Regions from separate parts of the Sus scrofa genome. Here region 1 is linked to region 2. The links are chromatin contacts, called in public Hi-C maps. All regions are on one chromosome and are shown on one strand. The core of a region is the stretch at or near the end of the contact, and the rest is flanking DNA. Distances in the headings are between cores, read along the strand shown. Region 1 overlaps MTMR1 (myotubularin-related protein 1). Region 2 holds the start of MAMLD1 (mastermind-like domain-containing protein 1).

Region 1 (4,356 bases), core at 1,783-4,282, 290 kb before region 2:
AAACAACCAAAAACCACGCAGCATTTCAAAGTCCATGCACGTGTACAGCCCAACACGAATGTTTAACAATGTGAATTGGTGAAAGAAAACGATTCCCATGAGCAAAAGAGAACGTGGTGAAAACAAAATTAAACAAAGACAGACCAACTAGAATAAGAATCTGCTTTAGCTTGCTTATTTTTGTACTACTTCATTGGCTTCGATAGGATTAAAACACATTGTTTTCACTTAAAGGAAATAGGTTAATTGTCAACATTTGATACTCAGGTTTAAATGCATGCACATTACCAATCTTTGTCTTGCTTTATGAATATTCTGAAATAAAGGGGAAGGAACATCATGAAGAAAACATAAGCTATAATCCACTAGCTGTAACAGCTACCTCTGTCTTTTAAATGGGGCTGATGTTGCTAAATTTATCTTCAAGATTAGCACTTCTGCTTTGGGGATTCGGCATGCAAACATGAAATCTTACTTGATCTTGTCCTCGAGACTTGAAATCTTACTCAGATCTCTTACTCAGGGTGGATAACAACTGACCACTTTGTTGCTGCTGCTGTTGTTAGATCTTTAGCATGAATTACACAAAGAGCAAGGTTAAAAGAGGATTCTGTGGGCCTAGCTTTATAAGCCCCTGCCATGAATATCCATTGGGTCAGAATTCATGTAACACAACAAAAGGCAGTACTGCACATCCTGCCCTCACACACATTGGCTTTTTCGCACATCAAGACACTGTAACAAATAAAGCATTTCTAGTGAACACTTAAAGCTATGACACAGCAGAGCAAATTGATCCGAGTGACTCATAAAACCAGTGAGAAGGTAAAGAACACTAAATAGACTAGGGGTTCGATAAAGCACAGAGACACACGAGTGGGAGGCCCGTCTGCTGAAAGCCAAACATCCTTACCCTGATATCAGGCCTCCTGAAAACCTGTCAGTTAAAACACAGAATATCATCATTGACCTGTGAACGATCCCGTGCCCGCGCAACAGCCTGGTCCTCCAAGTAACGGCAAGCGGGTCGATCCTAACCCATTTGCCCTCTAAGTTTCATTCAATAGCCAATCAATCCTAACACATTTGTCCTGTAATTTTCAGGCAAGTCTATGATTTGGAGAAACTTATCACCCTCAGGCTGAGACAAACTACATTATTGTAAATACAAACCCCTTCTGTCAAGCGCTATTACAAGACAATGTGAACAGGCTGTGTTTGAAAAGTTCATTTGTGTGTCTGTTTGGAATACTGAATGCCTTTTCCCCATAGAAACAATGATATAAAAAGGCGGTTCTGCTCCCAAACCAGCCCACAGAAACCAAACAAAACCGAACCAAGAAACCACAAAAGCGCCCACAGCTGACGCCGAGCACGGCTCCGCTATGGCGTTAATGGTCAACTCACAAAGCCGAGTTGACCACAAATCTTGACCCAGTTTCTATAGGAATTCTACTTCCAACTCGCACTTGGGACTCCAGAATACACCTCCCCGAGGTGGCCGCCCCCCAGGGAGAAGGTGCCCCTCTGTCACACCAGCGCTGCTGCACCGGGAAGGGGTGACCCCAGGTGGGAAGGTGGGGGGGCTCCGGGCAAGGGGAAGCCAAGCTCTACTAAATTGGGACAGTGATGCCCGCGAGGTTATTGCTGTCGCTCCTCCTTGGACGTGCAGCATAAGCATTCGGGGAGCCCTGGGGAGGGAAAATGGTTCCCCATCCTAGAGTCTGAACTCCGATCGTCGTTACCCAGGCTAGAACACGGGATGTTCTATGGAAAGCAGATTACTAAAAAAGAATCACCAGAGGTTCTTACCAGCTGTATAGGTTTTACTGAGGACAGATAAGAAGATCACATGAATGCAAGGACATGCACTTCAAAAAACATCGTGGTATCCTCATTAAAAGAAAACACTCTTTAAAGCAAAAAGAGCATCTGAATTAAGTGTTGCCAGAGCTCAAAGAGAATTAAAGCCCAGACGTTCCTAAATAAAGACTATTTAGACGAAGAAGCTTAAACCTGGCCCTTTTTTTTTTTTTTTGGAGGGTGGTGGTGACGAATGTTTACCATCTTAGTTGTGGTGGTAGTTTCACAAATGTGCACCTAGCAAAACTGAGCAATTTGTATAGTACAAATATGGGAAGTTTATCATTTGTTAATTACAACAGGAAGGTTGATACCAAATAAATAAAATAAATGCTTATGTCAATTTAAAAAAACTCAAAATAGAGTCTCTTCTCCCGAGCTTCATTCCTCAGTGATAAGCATGTTTATGACTCGACCTATTTTGAAATCAGAACACTTCCATAACTAGAAGTATGGTTACACCACTGCTTTTTTTTTTTTTTTTTTTTTGGCTTTTTAGGGCCACACCCGTGGCATATGGAGGTTCCCAGGCTAGGGGCTGAATTGGAGCTACAGCTGCTGACCTACACAGCCATAGCAACACCAGATCCGAGCCGCATCTGCGACCTACATGGCAGTTCACAGCAATGCCGGATCCTTGACCCACTGAGCAAGGCCAGAGATCGAACCCAAAACCTCATGGTTTCTGGTCGGATTCGTTTCCGCTGCGCCACAACGGGAACTCCCACCACTGCTTCTTGATGTGTCAACTTTAAACAGTAGCTAGTGACCTCCCGTTCTAAAAGATGAGAAAATAAGCTTTCTCAAACCACGGCCACCCTCTTGCCAATCTCTGCTGATTGAAATTTTCATCTTTAGTTCTTTTATTTACCTTCTTTCTGCAGCAGGTACATCATAAAAAAAAAAAAACAAAAAAAAACTCATGTGATGATTCTTCTGGGGCAGAGAGTCTTCTAAGAACCATGTATGTATCAACTCATTCCCAGAGCAACGTTGTGACATAAAAAACTATTACTGGCCCCATTTTTGGATGAGGAAACCAAGGCACAGTTAAGAAATCTGGCCAAGATCAGGGTGTGAGGCAAGTACTTAAACCAGATGGTCTGCTACGGGCCGCAGCGGGAGCCGCTATAATTAACGCACAGAAACTGGAGCCTCCCCGCGCAGAGCGCTCCCGACTCCCTGGAGGGCTGATGAAGCAAACACCGCCACTGCCTCTCGGCTCCCTTCTCCTCCCCGCCGCCAAACCTCCGCTCCAGCGAGTTATTTTCACATTTGTTCTGTAACTACAGTTACTCGTTCAATGTTTGGTCTATAAAGTGACAGTAACAACTGCAAACTAAAAAGGCAGCATCCACAAGCAGTGAAACGGGGCCTTACGTGTAGGAGATACACCGCTGTCACCAGGCCTTCGCTCCCGGAAGGAGAAACTAACCCAAACGGCAAGCGGTGGGAGAGCCCGGCTCCGGCCCGCACACCCTCCTCACCTGTCGCCCTGAACCCTCGGCGCTCGAGTGAGGCCAGGCCGCTCGGGGGAGGCTCGCCTGACTTGATCCCCCCGTGGTTCTCTCTGTCAGGCACACAGAGAAGTTCATTTTCTTCTTCTGGACTCTGATTCTGATCGCGGCCAAAGGAGAGAGCGGTGGTTTGTAGGCAGGAGGCCTGGGGCCAGCTCTCGCCGGCAGATGCAGGCCTCTGCATCTGTATGTTGGCACACACACAGAAGGAGTGGGGTCCAGGAAGGACCTCCAGGTCCTGGCCAGTTCTCGAACCCGAGCAGTCATTTCAGCTTCACTGGAAGACTTGAGAAGACATCTCCCAACCTAGGCCTAGGAGGGCAAGTGGGCTCCGTGGTTAAAAAAGTTTTCAAACTCCGGGACTGGAATCTTGCGTCCAGTGCTGACTGACCTCAGGCAGCCACACAGGCCTCGGGGCCTAGTCTCCTCCTCCACCTCGCTGATGCTGACCGCACCTTCCTCCCAGGCACCTGCGAGGGTTAAACCGGGTGGCACAACTGTACCTGCAGTGCACAGTCCTCACGAAGCGGGGGCTGTTCGTGTCAGTACCATTTAGGCGGCCTTTTTAAATCGATGGGCTGCAGCCTCCCCAACTCTCACAGCAACTCTCTTGACCTGCCCTACATCCCCTGTCAACTCCTACACATGCCCAAAACCTACAAGAAGGTGCAAAAACCTGAAAAAATCTCTTTAACAACACAAGAAGACTGCCTAAAAGTTTATTTGGTCTTTGACCCTGTTTTTCCGATGCAGGGCTCCTAAAACCCTTGCAATTTCCTGAGTGATAGGTGTGTCTTCTCTTCTAAAGAAGTGACTCTTGGTGGGCTCCTGGATGGGGGCTGGTTACAGGAACAACCAAACCATGATGCAAAGCCAGCAACTTCCAGCTCCACTCCCCATCCTCTGGAGAGGGGAGAGGGGCTGCAAAATGAGTTGATAATTGATTATGCCTATTTAATGGCCTCCATAAAAAGCC
Region 2 (4,117 bases), core at 840-3,339:
CGTGAGCTCGGAGCAAACTTTGGGGTCCCCCAGCTCTCAGTATCCCGGGGCCCCCGCTCGTCCACAACGGTGACCACAAGTGGGGGCTACAAGTGCACCCCGGAGCCCCCAGAGCATTCAGACCTCCCGCGCCCGCCTTCAGCCTTACCGTGCTGCGGAGCTCCCGCGGCGGCGGCGGCGGCGGCGGCGGCGGCGGCGGCAGCGGGGGCAGTGCCCGAGGGGCGGGCGGCCGCGGGCGCGGGCAGCCTGGCCTCCGGCGCCCGCCGAGTGGCCCGGCCCGGCTGCAGATCAACCCCCTGGCTAGCGGCCGGTGCCCCCGCACCCGCCCGCCGCCGGCCGCTTCAGCTCGGGGCCAAGTTCATGCCGGCGGCGCTGCAGCGGCGGCCTCAATCTGCTCGCTCCATTCCCACCGCCCGGCTCCGCGCCGCGCGCCCGGAAGGTGGAGTTTCGGGGGTTTAAGTTACTGATAGGCATTTCTCACTGCTGTGTCACTCGGGGAGGAGGAGACACGCACGCCGCACACTCACACACCCTCACACTCGCGGCGACGAGCGGCTCCGGCCTTAAAGGGGAAGCCGCGCTGCCCCGCCCGCGACCCCGCCGGCCCTGAGCCCCGAAACGCCGAGTTCCCCCGGCCGGCATGGGGCCAGGGGCGGCGGAAGCGCGGCGGCCGCCCGAGGGGCCTACGGGGCCCTCCGGCCACTCTTAGAAAGGGAAAGCGGCCGCAGGCAGGCTTCGCTGTGGTCGCCCGGTTTCTCCAGCCAAGTCGAGCCGGGGCAGCCGGGGAGCGGCGGGAGGGCCGGAAGGGGCACGGGGGCACTCACCTTGGCGGCTCCGCGCGCAGCGGGAAGGCGGTCGGCGCCCCTGCCGGCAGGTGGCCCGCCTAGACGGTGCGCTGCTGGCGAGAGAGGCGACAGCGGGGTGACCGAGCGCCCCCGGGCACGAGCGGATGGAGCTCGCCCGAGGGCGGCAGGCGGAGCCCCGCGCGCTTGGGAAGCCCGCTGGCGGCAGGTAGACTTCCCGCTTCTGGGCCGAGCGAGCTGGTGAGCTGTGCGCGCCCCTGACGGACGGAGAGCGAGCAGGGAGAGCGGCAGAGCCAGCCCTCGCCGGCGACTGGGCGAGAGAGCGCGCCAGACTGACAGAGACCGAGGGGGACGAGAGAGGGAGAGACAGAATCCCAGACAGGCACCGACAGAGCCGGAGCCGGAGGGGCAGAGCCACCGGGGGCGGGAGAGAGAATCGGAGCGAGATGGCCGCTCCCCGGAGGACTCCCGATCGTCACCGGACAGGAGTCTCGCCGTAAAGTAGCCGGTTCCATCTCCCCTCCCCCTTTCCCATTCCCCGCGGAGACCGACCCGAGAGCGGCGGCCTGGCCCTCCCGCCCCTCGCCCCGGGAGGGCGCTCACCTTCGGCGGGCGGCTGCCGGGTGCCGGGCGCGGGTCTCACGGCCGACGCGTCTGCTCGCTGGCTCCCGCCCCAGACGGCCCAGGCGACCTGCTGTGACGGCAGTGGGGACCGGGGCTCTCAGGTGGCGACGACTCCGCTGCACCCGCCCCCTCCTCGCCCAGCGTCCCCCTCCAGCCCCCTCCCCCCGGCCGCCCCCGCCCCCTCCTCCTCCGTCCACTCCCCGCCCCCCCGCCGCCGCCGCCGCCGCGGCCTCCGTGCGGACCCTGGCTGCGCGGCCCGCCGGCTTGCTCAGCAAGGAGCCCGGGCGCGCCAGCCAGTCTCCCGCCTCTCTGGCCGCGGGCGGGCGAAGCCCCCGCGGGAGCTGGGCTGGCCGGGCCTCTCGCGGCGCGGGGTTATCCCGGGGCAGACACCTGCGGCTTCTGCAGGAACACGGCTTCTGGGGAACTGCCCGGCGAGCCAGAGCGCGCCGTTCGCCCTCCGCCCGGGCGCCGAGAGGCCCGTGGCTCCCGTCCCCCGTCCCACACCCGGCCCCCCACCGGAAGGGGGGCTGACCCCGCGCCCCTGCCCCGGGGTCCCCGCCCGGGCTGCGGTTCCCAACCTGGGCTTGCAAGGCGGCGGCGGCGGCGGCGGGGCCCGAGCTCAGCCCGCGGACGCCGCGTCCGGACCGACAGCAGCAGCGCCCGGCGCAGCCCCAGAGCGGGCTCCCTCCAGGCTCCCGCCCGCACCTCAGAGGAGCGACCTGTCACCAGCACATCTGGTCCGAGTCGGCCGAGCTGCGGGCCAGGAATAAAGGGGTGGGCCCGCCGCCCACTCGGCCCCTCCTCCCCTCCACGCCCACGCCCTCGGCCCGCGGGAAGCGCGGGGCCCCCTCCCAGAACCGAGCGAAGTCCTTTCGTGGGCTGCGTAGGCGCAACGGAGCTGGGCGCTCGCCTCTGAGCCGTTCCCGAAGTTTCCTGACTGAAGAGCGAGGTCCGGCCGCCACCGCTGGGCACAGGTGTCAGACTCCGGCTCCGAAGCCAGCCCGGGTAGCGGGCAGCGAGCGAGCGCGGCCCCCGGGGCGCCGTGGGGGTGCGCGGCTCAGCCCGGTTGGGGGAAGGAATCCCCCCGGGCCGGGCCGGGCCGCGCTGGAGAGGGCCAGCGGCCAGGAGAGGTTATTGACTCTCTGGTAACCTTCACTCCAGACAAGGCCGCGGTGGAGTCCCGGCCCCTGGCCTGGCCGGGGTCCTGCAGGGAGAGGAGTCACCCTAGAGCGACCATGTCCCCCTAGAATGAGAAGGAGCTCCCGAGTGTCTCAAAGGGAATCGGATTAAACAAAGCGAAACTGGGGGTAACCGTGTCGGTTACCGAGCATTGCAGAGTGTTCTTAAAATTTGATTGCCGCCTGGCGCAAGGCGCGCTGGTCCCCGAGGTGGAAAATGGGGTTCTGTTCCCAGAAACCTTCTCTCCACCCTCAGGTCACTTCTCCTCTGCTTCCCCAGTGGGCATCACAGAGATCACAGCTGCCCCTGGGCCAGGGGATCAGCGGCCTGCTTGGCACCATCACCTAGATGGCCCCTAGACACCCCAAGCTTCAGGGGGCCTGAGGCGAGCTCCTGGTCATCCCCCAAAGCCGATCCTCCTAAGCTGGGCCACCTCCGTTCATGGTGGCTCCATCCTGCGAATTGCCCAGGCTGAATTCCCTGCAGGTTTTCTGGATTCTTCTTTCTCGCTCACACCCCACATCCAGAGAAGCGGACGGTACTGTTGTCTCCACCTTCAAAAAATGCATCCTCACTCCCAGCCTTCTGTCTTCCCCCACTGCTACCCCCTGGGCCCAGCCCCCGGGGCCTCTCCCCACCCCCGGATTATTCTAGAAGCTACCTAATAGAAAGTTGCTCTGTTTCCTACCTCCCTCATCCTCCCCTCCCCCACCCCAGTATAGTCTCTGTTCTCTGAGCACCTGCAGTGGCTCCTCATTTCACTCAGTAAAACTGACGTGCTTCCAGGGGCCTAGCAGACACGAATCGGGATGATGTTGTCTGCCCTCTTGCCTGGGCTTGCTCTCCTCCAGGCCTCCTGACTCTTCCTCAGCGCACCAGACACACGCCTCCTTAGGGCCTTTGCACTGGCTGCTCCCTCGCTTGGAATTCACTTTCCCAGACATCCACTGGGCTGGCTCCCTCATTTCCTTTCATCTTGACACCAATGTCACCTGGCCAACCTATGTAACAATTCAAAGCCCCACACCCATCGCTGGCACTTCCTCTGGCCTTCCTGCTTTGTTTTCTCTTTAGCTCTTGCCACTAGCCGGCCTCGTCTATAGGTTAGCTCCCGCGAGGGCCGCCGGCAGGCAGCCCCTGTTTGGCTCACTGCTGTCTTCCTGCCTCCTGGCACAGTACCTGGCAGGGAGTGTCTGCTCCATGAACGTTAGTGGGATTCTATTTTCCTGGAACTTTTCGGGAAACTCTGGGGGCCGTGGGATTGTATGCTGGGGGAGGGGCCCATAGCGGTCATTACCTGCGAAGGAGGTTTGAGACCTCCTTAGGAAGGCTGCAGGCCACGCGACGTGGTGTGTGTTCGCACCGTGAAGCCGGTCTCGGCTCATGTCCCCAAGGGGCACTCGGGCCCAGTTAGGGGGTGGTTCTTCCAGGTACTGTTGGGAGCCGAGGTCCCCTTGGTTGTCACCTTGGCTACTCTGGTGTTGATGGGGAGGTGGGAGAGGGGGCGGAGG

What was found. A called contact is a pair of places that touch in the nucleus more often than the background predicts.
Region 1: a contact with region 2 is called in a Hi-C map of skeletal muscle, with 3 times the contacts expected there. The contact joins the enhancer-like site here to the promoter of MAMLD1 in region 2. A contact is called at or near these places in 1 of 5 promoter capture datasets (liver), 3 of 47 Hi-C or Micro-C datasets (adipocytes, embryonic fibroblasts and skeletal muscle) and 1 of 2 datasets of contacts at active chromatin or transcription factors (skeletal muscle).

What each region holds. Positions count from the first base shown.
Region 1 is chrX:122,406,952-122,411,307 of Sscrofa11.1, reverse strand. It overlaps MTMR1 (myotubularin-related protein 1), which reads right to left. Exons shown (of 17, transcript XM_013991042.2): 4 at 914-937. Among named protein-coding and RNA genes, the nearest start is that of MTMR1, 14 kb to the right of the region's middle. Within about 2 kb of position 3,032, at least 3 of the 83 cell types and tissues checked have an H3K27ac peak or open chromatin away from gene starts, as enhancers often do. A contact at or near this core is called in skeletal muscle, where this site is marked.
Region 2 is chrX:122,118,247-122,122,363 of Sscrofa11.1, reverse strand. It overlaps MAMLD1 (mastermind-like domain-containing protein 1), which reads right to left and starts at 2,089. Exons shown (of 8, transcript XM_021079616.1): 1 at 2,006-2,089; 2 at 1,407-1,497.